2 separate regions of the Mus musculus genome follow, and region 2 is linked to region 1. A link is a contact called in public promoter capture Hi-C data. All regions are on one chromosome and are shown on one strand. The core of a region is the stretch at or near the end of the contact, and the rest is flanking DNA. Distances in the headings are between cores, read along the strand shown. Region 1 overlaps Gm15286 (a long non-coding RNA gene). Region 2 overlaps Ankrd55 (ankyrin repeat domain 55).

Region 1 (6,805 bases), core at 3,185-5,684:
AAAGGTGTGTGCCACCACTGCCTGGCTAATAATCATCTTTAAAGAGAGAAGCAAAGGAAAATCAAGGCAATAAAGTACTTACTCACTCTAAAGACTCAGTCAGGGGTTGAAACAGGTTATGCATAGTAAACTGCATAGCTGAGTGCTGGTACTGTTTTTAGAATGTTTCTGCAACACAACACATGGCAACTTCTCTGTAAAGCTGGAGGACAGCTACAGGAAACCCCACTATACCTTAATCTACTTTTACGTAAGAGTGTGTGTGTGTGTGTGTGTGTGTGTGTGTGAGAGAGAGAGAGAGAGAGAGAGAGAGAGAGAGAGAGAGAGGATCTTATGTAACCCAGGCTGGCTTCCAACTTAACTATATAGCTGAAATTACCCTTGAATTCGTGATCCTTCTGCCTCTTCCTTCCAAGTACTGATATTACAGATGTACACCACCACATCTGGCTCGTGTGTGTGTGTGTGTGTGTATGTGTGTGTGTGTGTGTGTGTGTGTGTATGTATCACAAAGAAGATTTTAACACAACCATCATTTGTTTATAATCACAACCCATAAAAGGAAAAAAATAATCCCAATCCCAAGAGAGCCCCACAACTACTGTGCACTTATTGAGTTAATTACAATAAGAGCAGTTACACTTTAAGAAAATTAAAGTTGAACCTCCAATAACAATGAAAAAATAAAGTTTCTCAAGACATCAAGAAAGCAAGATTTAACTACCATCTTAAGATAAGGAGTGATACAGTGATAGATCATTGTAGTTACAAGTCAACACACTGCAGGGAACTTTAAAAGCACACTAGCAAGGGTCCATCTCACCATGATAAGGCACACAAATCTGTCAGGAATGGACCTTCACCCCAGCCTGAAGGAATGGCTTCACTTCAGTGTGTTCAAGATAGCTGCATGATCAAGAGCATCCATCTTTAATCCAGAAGTCTATGGCAATACACAATGGCCAGCTTACTGTTCTGTAAACTTAAAATGTCATTCAGACACAGAAAACTCCCAGCATTCCTGCTGCTGAACACGTGACCCTTCAGACACAACTGCAATTGGATCTGAGGCTAGGTTTTCAAAGACACCTGAGGCGTGTATTCTTTTGTTGGTGTTTAGATATTAAGTTCTCTATAACTTTCCAAGCCCCCAAATAGGCTAAGCTTGGAGGAGACTGGGGACTGGGTGGCAGGGGGTTGGGGGGGGTGTTCTCTGTTTGAGACTAGGATAGCCCTGCAGCATCCTTGAAGGAGCTGGTGGGCCAGATGGGTAATCCCAGCATCAGTGAAGGAGACTCAAATGTTGTTGAATTATATAGATAACATACATGTCAGCCAGAAGTCACAGTAGTGAGCTCTCATGAGATGCCAGGGCTTGTCTACTTAGTTGAGAGGAAAAGTCTGGCCATTCTTTGGTCATGAAAACTGTTAAGGCTTTGGGGCCACTCATAAGCAATATAGTGCCTTCAAAAAGAAGATGCTGAAGTGTTAGCTGGTGTTAAGGTCAGAGTCTGCCCTGGTACCACAAGCTGCCATCAGCCACACCCATCCTCAAAAGGCCAATTAAAGAGACAAGAAACAGGAAAACAGAAAAAGAAGTTTGGGGCTGGTGAGATGGCTCAGAGGGTAAGAGCACCTGACTGCTCTTCCAAAGGTCCAGAGTTCAAATCCCAGCAACCACATGGTGGCTCACAACCATCCCTTACGAGATCTGACTCCCTCTTCTGGAGTGTCTGAAGACAGCTACAGTGTACTTACATATAATCAATAAATAAATCTTTAAAAAAAAAAAAAAGAAAAAGAAGTTTGTTTCATTGTAGCCACATCAGCAGAAGAACAGATGGAGGAGTCCAGCCAACCCCAAGAAGTTCAGGGAACCCCGTCTCATCTTCTTGAGTTTCAGTTTCAATAGAAGATGAGAGTTACACATCACTAAACAATTCTAGACAAGCTGTGGGCCCACCATGGTGGACCCCACATTGTCTCAGCTTCCAGTCTCTCTGATAAGTTATCAGAACTGTGGAAATCTTTTCCTGAGAACAGTTCCGCTTGGGACCAGCGCCAGGCTCCAGCCTTTACCTTCTCCTAGTATGAGATTCCTAGGGAAATCCCAGTTTCTTAGGCTTCAATTGTCTGGTAGCCAAAGGAAGAGACACAAGTGTCTTTCTTCAGGCCAATTATAGAATGTTCTGCTCCATGGGCATGCAAATCGAAGGCTTCCATTCCCTGATGTCTCAACACTGCAAGTGTTCCTTTCTGGCTGCTTATTTATTTAACTAATAACTAATTTCTGAGATAGTCTTTTTTTTTTTTTTTTTAATAGTTTTTGGGTTTTTGAGACAGGGTTTCTCTGTGTAGCCCTGGCTGTCCTGGAACTCACTTTGTTGACCAGGCTGGCCTCAAACTCAGAGAAACACCTGCCTGTGCTTCCCAAGTGTGCCACAATGCTTGGCCATGGTTGGCCACTGTTCTTTGGTGGTTTCTTTCTGCAGTTTCCTGTCTGCACTGCAGGGAATGGTGCATATGAAGCCAGCATTCCATAGTCCTGCCTGTCTACACCTGTGGTGCCACCAGCATCCTTTCCCGAGTTGGGAGGGGTCACCAGAGTAGGGCGTTGGCAATGGAAGCTTCCACGAGGAAGAAGGAACAATCCAGCAAGACATTTACCAAAAGACTATGGAACTTTGAGGAATAAAAATGGAAGGCAGAGACAGTGTGTGTGTGTGTTTGTGCATGAGTACAATCATGTATGTTTATGTGTGCATGTTTGTATGCAGGTACTTATGCACGTGTATGTTGGTGTGTATGTGTATGAGTACAATCATGTATGTTTATGTGTGTGCGTTTGTGTGCAGGTACTTGTACACATGTATGTTGTGCGTGTGTGTGTATACGTGTGAGTACAATCATGTATGTTTATGTGTGTGCGTTTGTGTGCAGGTACTTGTACACATGTATGTTGTGTGTGTGTATGTGTGAGTACAATCATGTATGTTTATATGTGTGCATTTGTGTGCAGGTACTTGTACACATGTATGTTGTGTGTGTGTGTGAGTACAATCATGTATGTTTATGTGTGTGTGTTTGTGTGCAGGTACTTGTACACATGTATGTTGTGTGTGTGTATGTGTGAGTACAATCATGTATGTTTATTTGTGTGCATTTGTGTGCAGGTACTTGTACACATGTATGTTGTGTGTGTGTATGTGTGAGTACAATCATGTATGTTTATGTGTGTGCGTTTGTGTGCAGGTACTTGTACACATGTATGTTGTGTGTGTGTATGTGTGAGTACAATCATGTATGTTTATGTGTGTGTGTTTGTGTGCAGGTACTTGTACACATGTATGTTGTGTGTGTATGTGTGAGTACAATCATGTATGTTTATATGTGTGCGTTTGTGTGCAGGTACTTGTACACATGTATGTTGTGTGTGTGTATGTGTGAGTACAATCATATATGTTTATGTGTGTGCGTTTGTGTGCAGGTACTTGTACACATGTATGTTGTGTGTGTGTATGTGTGAGTACAATCATGTATGTTTATGTGTGTGCGTTTGTGTGCAGGTACTTATACACATGTATGGTGTGTGTGTGTGTGTAGAGCAGAGCTGATGCTGAGTATCTTCCTTTCATTCTCTACCATCTTTTTGTGAGTCAGGTTCTTTCTTCCACTGAACGAGAACGTCCCTCTTCAGCCCGACTGACTGGTCAGCAAATCCTAGGAATCCCCTTGTTTCTGCTTCTCCAGTCCTGGCATTATAGGCACAACCCACTAGGCTTCCTTTCTAATATGGATGCTAGGAATCTGAACTCAGCTCCTCATGTTTGAGCAACAAACATGTTCCAACTGAACCATCTCCCCAGCACCCACTTTTATTTTTGGGACAGTATCTCATGTAGTCCAGGCTAGCCTATAACTCACTTTATAGCCAAGAATGACTTTGAATTTCTCATCTTTCTGTACCCACCTCTCAGGAGCTGGGCTTATAAGCAGATATCACAACTCACAGTCTATATGATACTCGGGGTTAAAACTGGGGCTTTGTACACGGTAGGTAAACGCCATCCCAACCAATCTACAGTTACATGATTTCTCAGTAATCTTCAAGCAGTGGGAGAGCAGGGACAGAAAATAAATGGAGGGATGGAGCTGGGGTGAGATGGGAGCCAGAGGGGCCAAGACTCAAGTCAGTGGCAAGACAGTCCGGGTTACAGCAGTAGGATCAGGAGCTATAGGCCATCGCAGGCTACATAAGAGCCTGCCAGAGCAAAAGCACAGGCAAACCTGTGGTGGCACTGAGACGGGTTCACAATAGAGACAGAAACGGGGTAGTTAGAGGAGACCTCGGGCAGTTGCCCAGTGGGTGGTGAACTCTGGTGGCTCAAAGGCCAAGTGGAGGACTCATGTTTGGGAGTTGTGGAAGGCTGTTGTCAGGGAGCAACTTTCTGGAATTCAGTATCAGAGGTGGAGTCTGGACGGAACAAAGGTCCCAGGTGTGCCGCGGGGAGGACAAAGTTGATCTGGAGTAAAGGTCACTGCCTATCAAGCCAACCCAGACCAAGGATGCTGGAGACTTAACCTATGCAGGCTCAAAGCACTTGGGCCACTGACAAATATCACAGAGAAAGAACCAGGGCGGATTGCCCTGGGTTCAAGGCCAGCCTGAGCCACTGAGTGAGACCCAAATACCAACAATTAAACAATAACAACATCAAAACAAGTATAGCAAAAGCTGGCCATGGTGGTGCATAACTGAATCACACATTGGAAGGCAGGGCAGAGGCAAGAGGGCTGTGCCAACTGGGGCTTCAGAGTGAGGAAGAGAGAAGGAGGAGGGAGGGAGGAAAGGAGGAAGGGGGAGGGAGGGAAAGAAGGGAGGGGAGGGAAGGAAGAAAGGAAGGAGGGACTGAGAGAGGGAAGGAAGGAGGAGAAAGAGGGAGGAAAGGATGGAGAAAAGAGAAGGGGAAGGAGGGAGGGAAGGCAAGGAGGGAGGGACCCTCCTACTGGGATCTATAAAATATTTTTTATTATTATTTAATCTTTGTTTATAGTCCAATTGTTATCCCTCCTCCTGATCTACCCTCTGACTGTTCCTTATTCCATTTCTTCCCCCAGACCTCCCTACTCCCTCGGCCCCAAGTCTCTTGAGGATTGATTATTTCTTCTCTCACTGAAGCCACTCAGACCCAGCAGCCTCTGCTGTATGTGTGTCTGCAGCCTTATATCAGCTGGTGTATGCTGCCTTGTTGGTGGCTCAGTGTCTGAGAGATCTCAGGGGTCCAGGTTAGTTGAGACTGCTGGTCTTCCCATGCGGGCACCCTCCTACTTAGATTCTTCCAGCTTTTCCCCAATTCAACCACAGGGGTCCCCTGTTTCTGTCCATTGTATGGATGTAAGTATCTGCATTTGACTCTTTCAGCTGCTTGTTGGGCCTCTCGGAGGGCAGCCATGCGAGGCTCCTGTCTAGATAGCATCAGTAATAGTGTCAGGCCTTGGAGCCTCCCCTCGAGATGGATCCCAATTTGGGCCGGTCACTGAACCTCCTTTCCCTCATCTTTTCTCCATTTTTTTTTGTCCCTGTAGGTCTTCAAAATCTTAAATTCACCAGGTCCTACAGTTGCCCTACCAGTGGTTTCTGCCAGCTGACTTAGGGAGCAAGAGTACCTCACATTACCCCTACTCCTCCTTAGTTTGCAGTCCCTTTTTTTGAAGCTAACTCAAAAAGATCTCCAAAATCTAACATTTTGATTTGAATGTTGAGGACAAGGACTAAGGGACAACTAGGAGTGATCACCCCAGCTCCCCTGAAATAGCACTTCTAGGGGCAGGAAGGCTGTCCACCTTGGGCCTCTCAAAAACACAGTCTCATTTTTAAACCAGGGCAGGTTTAAAGTCCAGGAAGCGTGATTTGGAAAATGACACAATAATCTGGATTTGATTCTTCGGCAATTTAACCACAGTAGTCAATAATCTCAGATTAATCAGTGTGTGCTGGCTTGAGGGGTTGTCTACTGGCCTCTGGGTAGCAGTTATTCCTTTCCCCAGTGAAAGGAGAATAGCTGATTCAAGTTCGCCAAAGGGTCTTTCTGCTTCTTTTTGTGTGAGATGATATTTCTGCCGTGTAGGCGAGGGTTGCCTCAAATGTTAGATCCTTCCTGCCTCTGCCTCTCTGCCTCTCTGCCTCTCTGCCTCTCTGCCTCTCTGCCTCTCTGCCTCTCTGCCTCTCTGCCTCTGCCTCAGTAGCATTGGGATTTCAGGAGCAGGATGATGTGTTCAGCTTCTAGACTGCTTTATCCAACCTGAGCCTTCCCCTTGCTTGTGGCTATAAATTGTCAGTATTTATTTATATTTACATTTTGCACATGCAGGTGTGGAGAGAGAGAGAGAGCCCAAAAGTGGAGATTAGAAGACAACTTTCAGGAATTGGTTCTCTCCTTTCACCATGGACCAGGGATTTGAACTCTGGTCTCTAGGCTTGTGCAGCAAGCAGTTTTAGCTGATGAGCCCTCTTGCCCTCCCAGTGGCCAGTTTTTTATTTTGATATTCATCGTTATTGTCTAGCTGAAGTATTTCTCTTGGGAGGTAAAAAAATAATATCAAAGCCTGGTAGCTGGGAATCATCTTGTGACAAATGCAGTTTCACTCGCAAAGTCCTCAGCAGGACAGCCAGGGTCTTGTTACATAGCCTACGTTGGCTTTGAACTCACTATGTAACCCTGGCTGACTTCAAGGTTGCAATCCTTGGCAAAGTTTTTGTTCTCTTTTTATGAGAAAAAGTTATCAAATATAATTAGTTTGTCTT
Region 2 (6,805 bases), core at 2,545-5,044, 720 kb after region 1:
CATGTGTGGTGGTGCACACCTTCAGTCCCAGCACTCAGGAGGCAGATGCAGGTGGATCTCTGTGAGTTTGAAGCCAGCCTGGTCTACAAAAAAAAGTTCCAGAACAGCCAGTGCTACACAGAGAAACCATATGTTGAAAAAAATAAATACAAATAAAATAAAATTAAGAAGAGCGCTAAGATCACTCAACAATGATCTTCAAAATACAGTGCTTAAGACAGTAGATAATAACAGGAAAGATTTTAAATTCTCACCTTACAGCAAGCATATCAAAGACCCAATCATAATGTGTAGAACCATAAAACTTTTAGAAAGGAGCCCAAAGAAAGAGCATCTAGCAATGGGTTTGGCAGGGATTTCCTGGACATGATGCCAAAAGCACAAGCCACAAAAGAGAAATATAGACAAATTTCTGAGAGACTCTACTAACTGCAAACAGGAAAGCCATAGAGGAGTAGCAGTTTGTGCATCCAACATCTGTTATAGGCATTAATATCAATAGCGAAGTTCTCCATATGTCCCTAAAGGCCAAGATCACAAAACAATGACCTTATTACAAAGTGAAAAAAGAATCTTAATAATCATTCTTCCAAAAATAAAGGGACAGCCAATGACATATGCAAAAGATATTCAACATTGGCAATCATTAGAGAACTGTAATTTAAAACTACGACTAAATACTCAGCCACTTTAACCATTCAAAGGTTGAATGGCTCAAAGGGATGGTTGTTATGAAAGATAACATCCTTTCACACACAATATGTAAGCAAGATGAGGATGTGGGAAATTAGAACCTATATACAGATGTGGTATAAAATGGTATAGCTGCCTTGAAAAAACAGTTTCTTAGTAGGGGTTTCTATTGTTGTGATAGAAAATACCATGACCAAAATCAACATGAAGAAATGGTTATTTTATTTTACAACTCTCAAGTTATAACCCATCACTGACAGAACTCAGGGCAAGAATCTAGAGGCAAGAACTGAAAGAAAGACCATAGCGGAACACTTCTTACTATACCTTCCCCATGGCTTACTCAGCCTGCTTTCTTATTCAACATAAGACCACTCACACAGGGATGACACCAGCCACCGTGGGCTGGGACATCCGACATCAATCATAAATTAAGAAAATGCCCTGTAGATATGCCTGTAAACAAATCTTATGGAGGCATTTTTTCAACTGAGATTCCAACTTTCCAAATGATTCTAGTTTGGGTCAAGTTGACCAAAAAAAAAATCAACACAAGCAGTATAGTTGATTGTTAAAACTGAGCATAAAAACAATATAATCACATTAACCAGCAATCCTACTTTTGAGGTTATAGCCAAAAGAGTTGAGAGCAGGCTACCAAAGCAATTTGTGCACACATGTTCACTGGGGCGTTACTCATAATAGCCAAAAGAAAGAAAAGAAAAAGCAAAACCAAGTGGACACCAAGAGATGAATAGAGAAATAAATATGATTGGTTTGTATGTAGAAAAGAAGATCACTCAACATTCAAAAGGAAAAGTGGACACATGATCCTCCATGAATGAGCCGACACTATGCTGTGTGAAATAATCTAGTCACAAAGAGACAAACAGTGTTCATTCCACACATATGAAAAACCTAGACTCAGATTCACAGACACAGAAAGTACGGTCGAGCTTTCTAGAGGCTGGGCAGGGAAAATAGGGGTTATGATGTAATGGGTACAGAGTTCTGGAAGATGAAAAGGGCTTGGAGATGGGTGGTGGTGGTTGTGCAATATTGTGAATGCCTTAAGGCCAGAGAACTGTAAAGTTAAAATGGTTAAATGTTGTGTATGCAAACTCAACTAACTAGACCACCTTCGTGACCTCATGGAATTATCTCCAGAACTAACCATCCTGCTCTCTTAAACCACTCAGGATACACAAATGAAGTTCACGACACCTCATTGTAGCCTCTCTCCTCTTACTCTTCCCAGCCTCCTCCAGCCACATTTAACACACAGGGTAAATATCTCAGTGTAACCCTGACCTGTGCAGAATGGACGGGCCCTATCACTCCCTCGACGTGGTAATAATCAGTTATCAGTTAGCGTTTCCTCCTCGTGAATTAGTTCACTAATTCCTGTGGAGCCAATATCCGTCTAATACCTTATGCTCCTTGCCAATGTGCCACTGCTAAAATTGTCCTTGCCTAGGACTCTCTGGCAAACTCACAAGAAAACTAAAGCATGTCCGCAAGGTAATACAAAACGACAAGCCATAAAATAAATAAGGGAATGAATAAGAAGGATGTCTTGGCATATGCAAATGTTCCAGGGATATTGCTGGCCTAAGGTGCTGTGATTGGGGGTTCAAGTGGTGTCAGCAGTTGCCAGCTCTTCCATTCCCCTGGCTCAGCTCTGCTCTGCTCCATCTTCATTCTTCTCACCAGGCAGATGCTGACTGCAAGCTTCCCAATTCATGGGCAGTGGAACAGAGAGAGAATGTGTGTGAGAGGAAGGTGGGGAGGGGAGGGAGGAGAGCAGTGCTCGCCACAATCCCAGCTGGAGTCTATTTGCTTTTCATAGACTCTAATCGGTCCACAGCCCTGAATATGTCACCTCGACCACAGTAATGCAAATTCTTAATAGCTCTGTTCCAGGTCACATATTCTGAATCTGGGTCAGGATAGAATAGTCCACTGAAACTGCAGTTTGCCTGGAAGTGGAGTACTGATGACCACCCCGGAGTGTTCAAGGTAAAGCTAGCATCAGGAAGAGGGGAGGTTGAGCAACAGAAAAGACAGATTCAGCCATCTTTCAATGAGTCTCATGGGTACTTGACAGGCTCAGATATATTGCACATAAATGTAATATTCAAATCCTTCTGGCAAAATATTTTTGGGATCCTAATTCTAGGAGGCAGTACAGCACCACATCGTGATGAAAGTACTGTGTATATCAGTCATGAACTGAACATGAACATGTTATCAAGTAGCATGCAGTTTCTAAAACCCCACAGTTGAATCTGGTGTGATGGCATACACTTGTGATCTTAGCACGGCGGGTGGGGTGGGGGGCACAGGTAGATCACTCATGAATTTGAGACCAGTCTGATCTACAACTCATGAGTTCTAGGCCATCAAGGGCTACACAGTGATGCCCTGCCTCAGATCAATAAGAAACAAACAGCTCCGTAGTCCACCTGTCACCGTCGGCAGCTTCCTGACCCAATCAGGCTTCTTCCCAGGGGTCACTACCAGCATCTTTGAATGTGCACGTATTACTAGAAAGTAGGTCCCTCTTTTAAGTTGGGGCCTTAGTTCCAACACCCAGAGACCCTGGGAATCATCTTAACAAAATGCCCTGAATTATGTGAAGATCTGTAACAAAATCTAAGTGATATATGGCTTCATTAGTTGCCTTCATCAACAAGAGCCCTATTTTAAATATATACCCCAGACATGTAATACTGTCTAAATAAGCTAACATTTTTTTAAGTGGAGCAGAATAAGTAGCAAGTACTAAAAAATGCTTACTAAATGCCAGGTTGCTGTTAAGCACACAGGATTAATTTTAACACAGAGTCACTCCACCCAAGGGAGGTAGTTTCTAAGGGAGGCACTTGTCAGTGTTGTCAAGATCTCCACTTTACAGATAAGGAAACTAAGCCCGGTGAGGGTGACTGGCCCACAATTCCACGCAGCTGGTTAGCACAAGCCTGGCATATACCCAAGGTATCTGACTCCAAAGTCATCAAGCCAACCGCACCCTGCCATGCAAATGAGTAGGGGAGCCTGCTTCAAAACATGGACGAGTTAGAAAGCAGTCACTCGCTGTACAAAACAATGTTATTGTAAATAAGCCATCCCCAGCTACGAGCTTGCGTTGGACTGGCTAGCTGGGTAAAAATCATTAATGGTTTCTCAGAAATACTGGGACAGAGAAACCAAACCCAAACTTTAGGACTCGTGGCAGCTAAAGTTCAAAGAACCAAAAGGCCAATGGTCTTAGTGTCCACCCGAGAAGAAAAACACAACTTTAAAACTGTTGAGATATCCTCTCTCTAATAGAGGGGCTTGGCACAGCCTCCCCTGAGGTGTCCCACAAGACAGCTCGCTTCTTAACCATCTCTGTGCATTCCTGCAGTCACCTGACCACAGTCTGTTGTCATCCTTGGCAGTAAGACCTGTTGGATCAATTCTTCACAAAGGCACAGTAAACAGTTGGCTCCCTCATTCAAAGCAGTTTCGTACAACCTTAGTTCTTCTAGAAATAGCATCTTTACAAACCCAGGTGTTTGAAACTGAACAGGTTTTAATTGGGGGGGGGGTATGCAAAATGAGGCATGAGAAGCCAATATAAATGCAGTAGATGAGCACCAATGAAAAGGTATGGCTCTCCTTTCAATTGCAGGACAACAGTGGTGGGCAGGTTATGAGGGGGGCCACATGAGAGCTAGTTCTGCATAGGGAAAGCTCCTGGTGGGAAGGAGGCAGCTACTGCTGGATGCCAAGCAAGGGAGGGAGAGCCCCATCTTCTCCCTTCCCAGTCTTCAGTGCCTCCCTCCCATGTATCCTCCCATGCAGGATAAAGGCATCTGGAGATACAGTCATCACAGATGAAGGTGCAGAACATCTCTGGAGGAGAGAGAGGGAGGAGCATAATGCTTTTCCCAAAGATGGATGAACTGAGGTACTAAGAAGACAGGTCATGCGTCCATGGATGTAGTTCAGTTGGTAGAGGGCTTACCTAGAAAGCACATGCCTTCAATGCCCAACAATTGCATAGAATCAGGCATAGCAGCCCACATCTGCAAATGCAAGGGGTGGATGTAAGAGAATCAGCAATCCAAGATCAGCCTCGGCTATATAGAATACTCAAGGCTAACCTGGGCTACACGAGAACTTGACTCTAAACAGGAAACAAGCAAAAGAGAAGACTGTAGCATGCTTTGGGTCTTGAAGAATAGATTGAAGCCAAGACACTGGCCTTCTTCCCTTGCTGGTCTCTCTAATTTTGGGAAACCAGCATGCCCAAAGAGTCATGACATGCAAAGAGTGCCTAATCCCAAGGCTCCTTGCCAACACGTGGTGGCGTTGCAAATGACCTAGAGTGGCCCACTTTTCTTCAGAAGTGTCTTTTCCAGAAAGGAGTATGTGACTAAGCTGACTCAGCCTCTGCCTGGATTCACTGGGGAGGGAGGTTTAGTGACTCACTTGTGTGGGTGACAATCTGGTCTTGTGGTATTCTTTGAGTGAACGTACTCTACATATTAACAGAGTGTCTGGTTCATGCAGGTGACTCATCTGAAGAAGTCGACCTGGCAATGGTGTATCAGGCAGCATCGAATGGAGATGTCAACTCTCTGACCTCCGTCATTCGGGAGGATCCGTCCATCCTGGAGTGTTGTGACAGTGAAGGTGAGCTGTTTGTGAGGTGTTTTTGTTTTTGTTTTAAACCTGGAATGGAATGCTTTATCCTTTCAGAGATGGTCTTTTGAGATGAGCAACACTAGTGAAATTCTTTTTGACTGACCACAAGATACTATAGGCATCTTGCCTGTGGCTCTGTAGAATCCTTTGGCATTTTTCAGCATGACACTGGACACAGAACTTCAGCACCTTTTACACATTATTCACTTATTATATTTCATATATTATTATGAAGTGGGTTGTTTCCAGTATTTTTGTAAGACTGACCAATTACGTGTGTGTGTGTGTGTGTGTGTGTGTGTGTGTGAAAGCCAGAAGTCAACCTCAAGTGTCATTTCTAAGGTATTATACATTTTATTTTTTGAGACAAGGTTTTTCACTGGAATTTTGAACTCACCCAGTAAGTTAAGCTGACTGAGCCCCAAGTATCTGCCTGTCTCCATTCCCTCTGGACCAATATTACAAGTACAAAACATTATGTCTGACTTTCGTATGCGTGTTCTGGGAAACCTACTCAGGGCCTCAGGATTGCACAGCAAGCACTTTGGGGACGGAGGCCTCTCTTTGATCACCAGTAGTTATAACAGGTATCTAGGAAGAGCAGAAATGGATGTTGGAGAAATGTAAGAATTTGGCCCTTGAGACCACATCATGGTTGTATTTCCACCTGTATTCTTTCTAAATACAACTAAGAACTCTGGATATGATGACTAATATAACTCTGGAAACCAAGAGAAGGACCAAGTCCTTAGATCCAAGGACAGGCATGATGGTGAGTTCTCTGGGATGGCCTTTTGCCTTGTATATCCCAGGGTTGGAGCTGAAGGAGCTGGCAACACAGAATACCAAAAGACACGGACAGAAGAGAAGCCTCTGAAAATCTGCATCCTATAGGCAAAACGCCAAGACTGATCACTGATAGGAGGAGACTCTCTACACCTCTATGTGGTTTCACAAGAGGGAACACTCCGTCATCTGTATGAATTCTTGCTTCAGAAGCTTAGAGGGAGAAGAGCGAAATAATCTCAAAACACACGGAGGGGGAGAGAGGAAACAAGAAAAGATGAAATTAACCGGGCGTGGTGGTGCACACTTTTAATCTCAGCACTCGGGAGGCAGAGGCAGGAGGATTTCTGAATTCGAGGCCAGCCTGGTCTACAAAGTGAGTTCCAGGACAGCCAGGGCTACACAGAGAAACCCTGTCTTGAAAAAACAAAAAAACAAAAAAAGATGAAATCAAAAACAAAAGCAATAGGGAAAAAAAAATCTAAAAAAACCAAGGAACAACCTGTAGCACTGTCACTGTCAAGAAAAACTAACTGAAGGAGATGCAAATTCCTGCTCTTGGGAATGCAAGGACATCACTACAGTCCCCACAGAAATGCTGCAAACAACTTCACACACGTAAATTTGACAA

The links. Capture Hi-C pulls out chosen DNA fragments and counts their contacts.
Region 2: a contact with region 1 is called in a promoter capture Hi-C map of liver. The contact joins two enhancer-like sites.

What each region holds. Positions count from the first base shown.
Region 1 is chr13:111,593,822-111,600,626 of GRCm38.p6, forward strand. The region is part of intron 2 of Gm15286 (a long non-coding RNA gene); the gene reads left to right. Among named protein-coding and RNA genes, the nearest start is that of Gm15286, 17 kb to the left of the region's middle. Within about 2 kb of position 4,435, at least 10 of the 459 cell types and tissues checked have an H3K27ac peak or open chromatin away from gene starts, as enhancers often do. A contact at or near this core is called in liver, where this site is marked.
Region 2 is chr13:112,313,172-112,319,976 of GRCm38.p6, forward strand. It overlaps Ankrd55 (ankyrin repeat domain 55), which reads left to right. Exons shown (of 11, transcript NM_029898.3): 2 at 5,254-5,376. Among named protein-coding and RNA genes, the nearest start is that of Ankrd55, 28 kb to the left of the region's middle. Within about 2 kb of position 3,795, at least 30 of the 459 cell types and tissues checked have an H3K27ac peak or open chromatin away from gene starts, as enhancers often do. A contact at or near this core is called in liver, where this site is marked.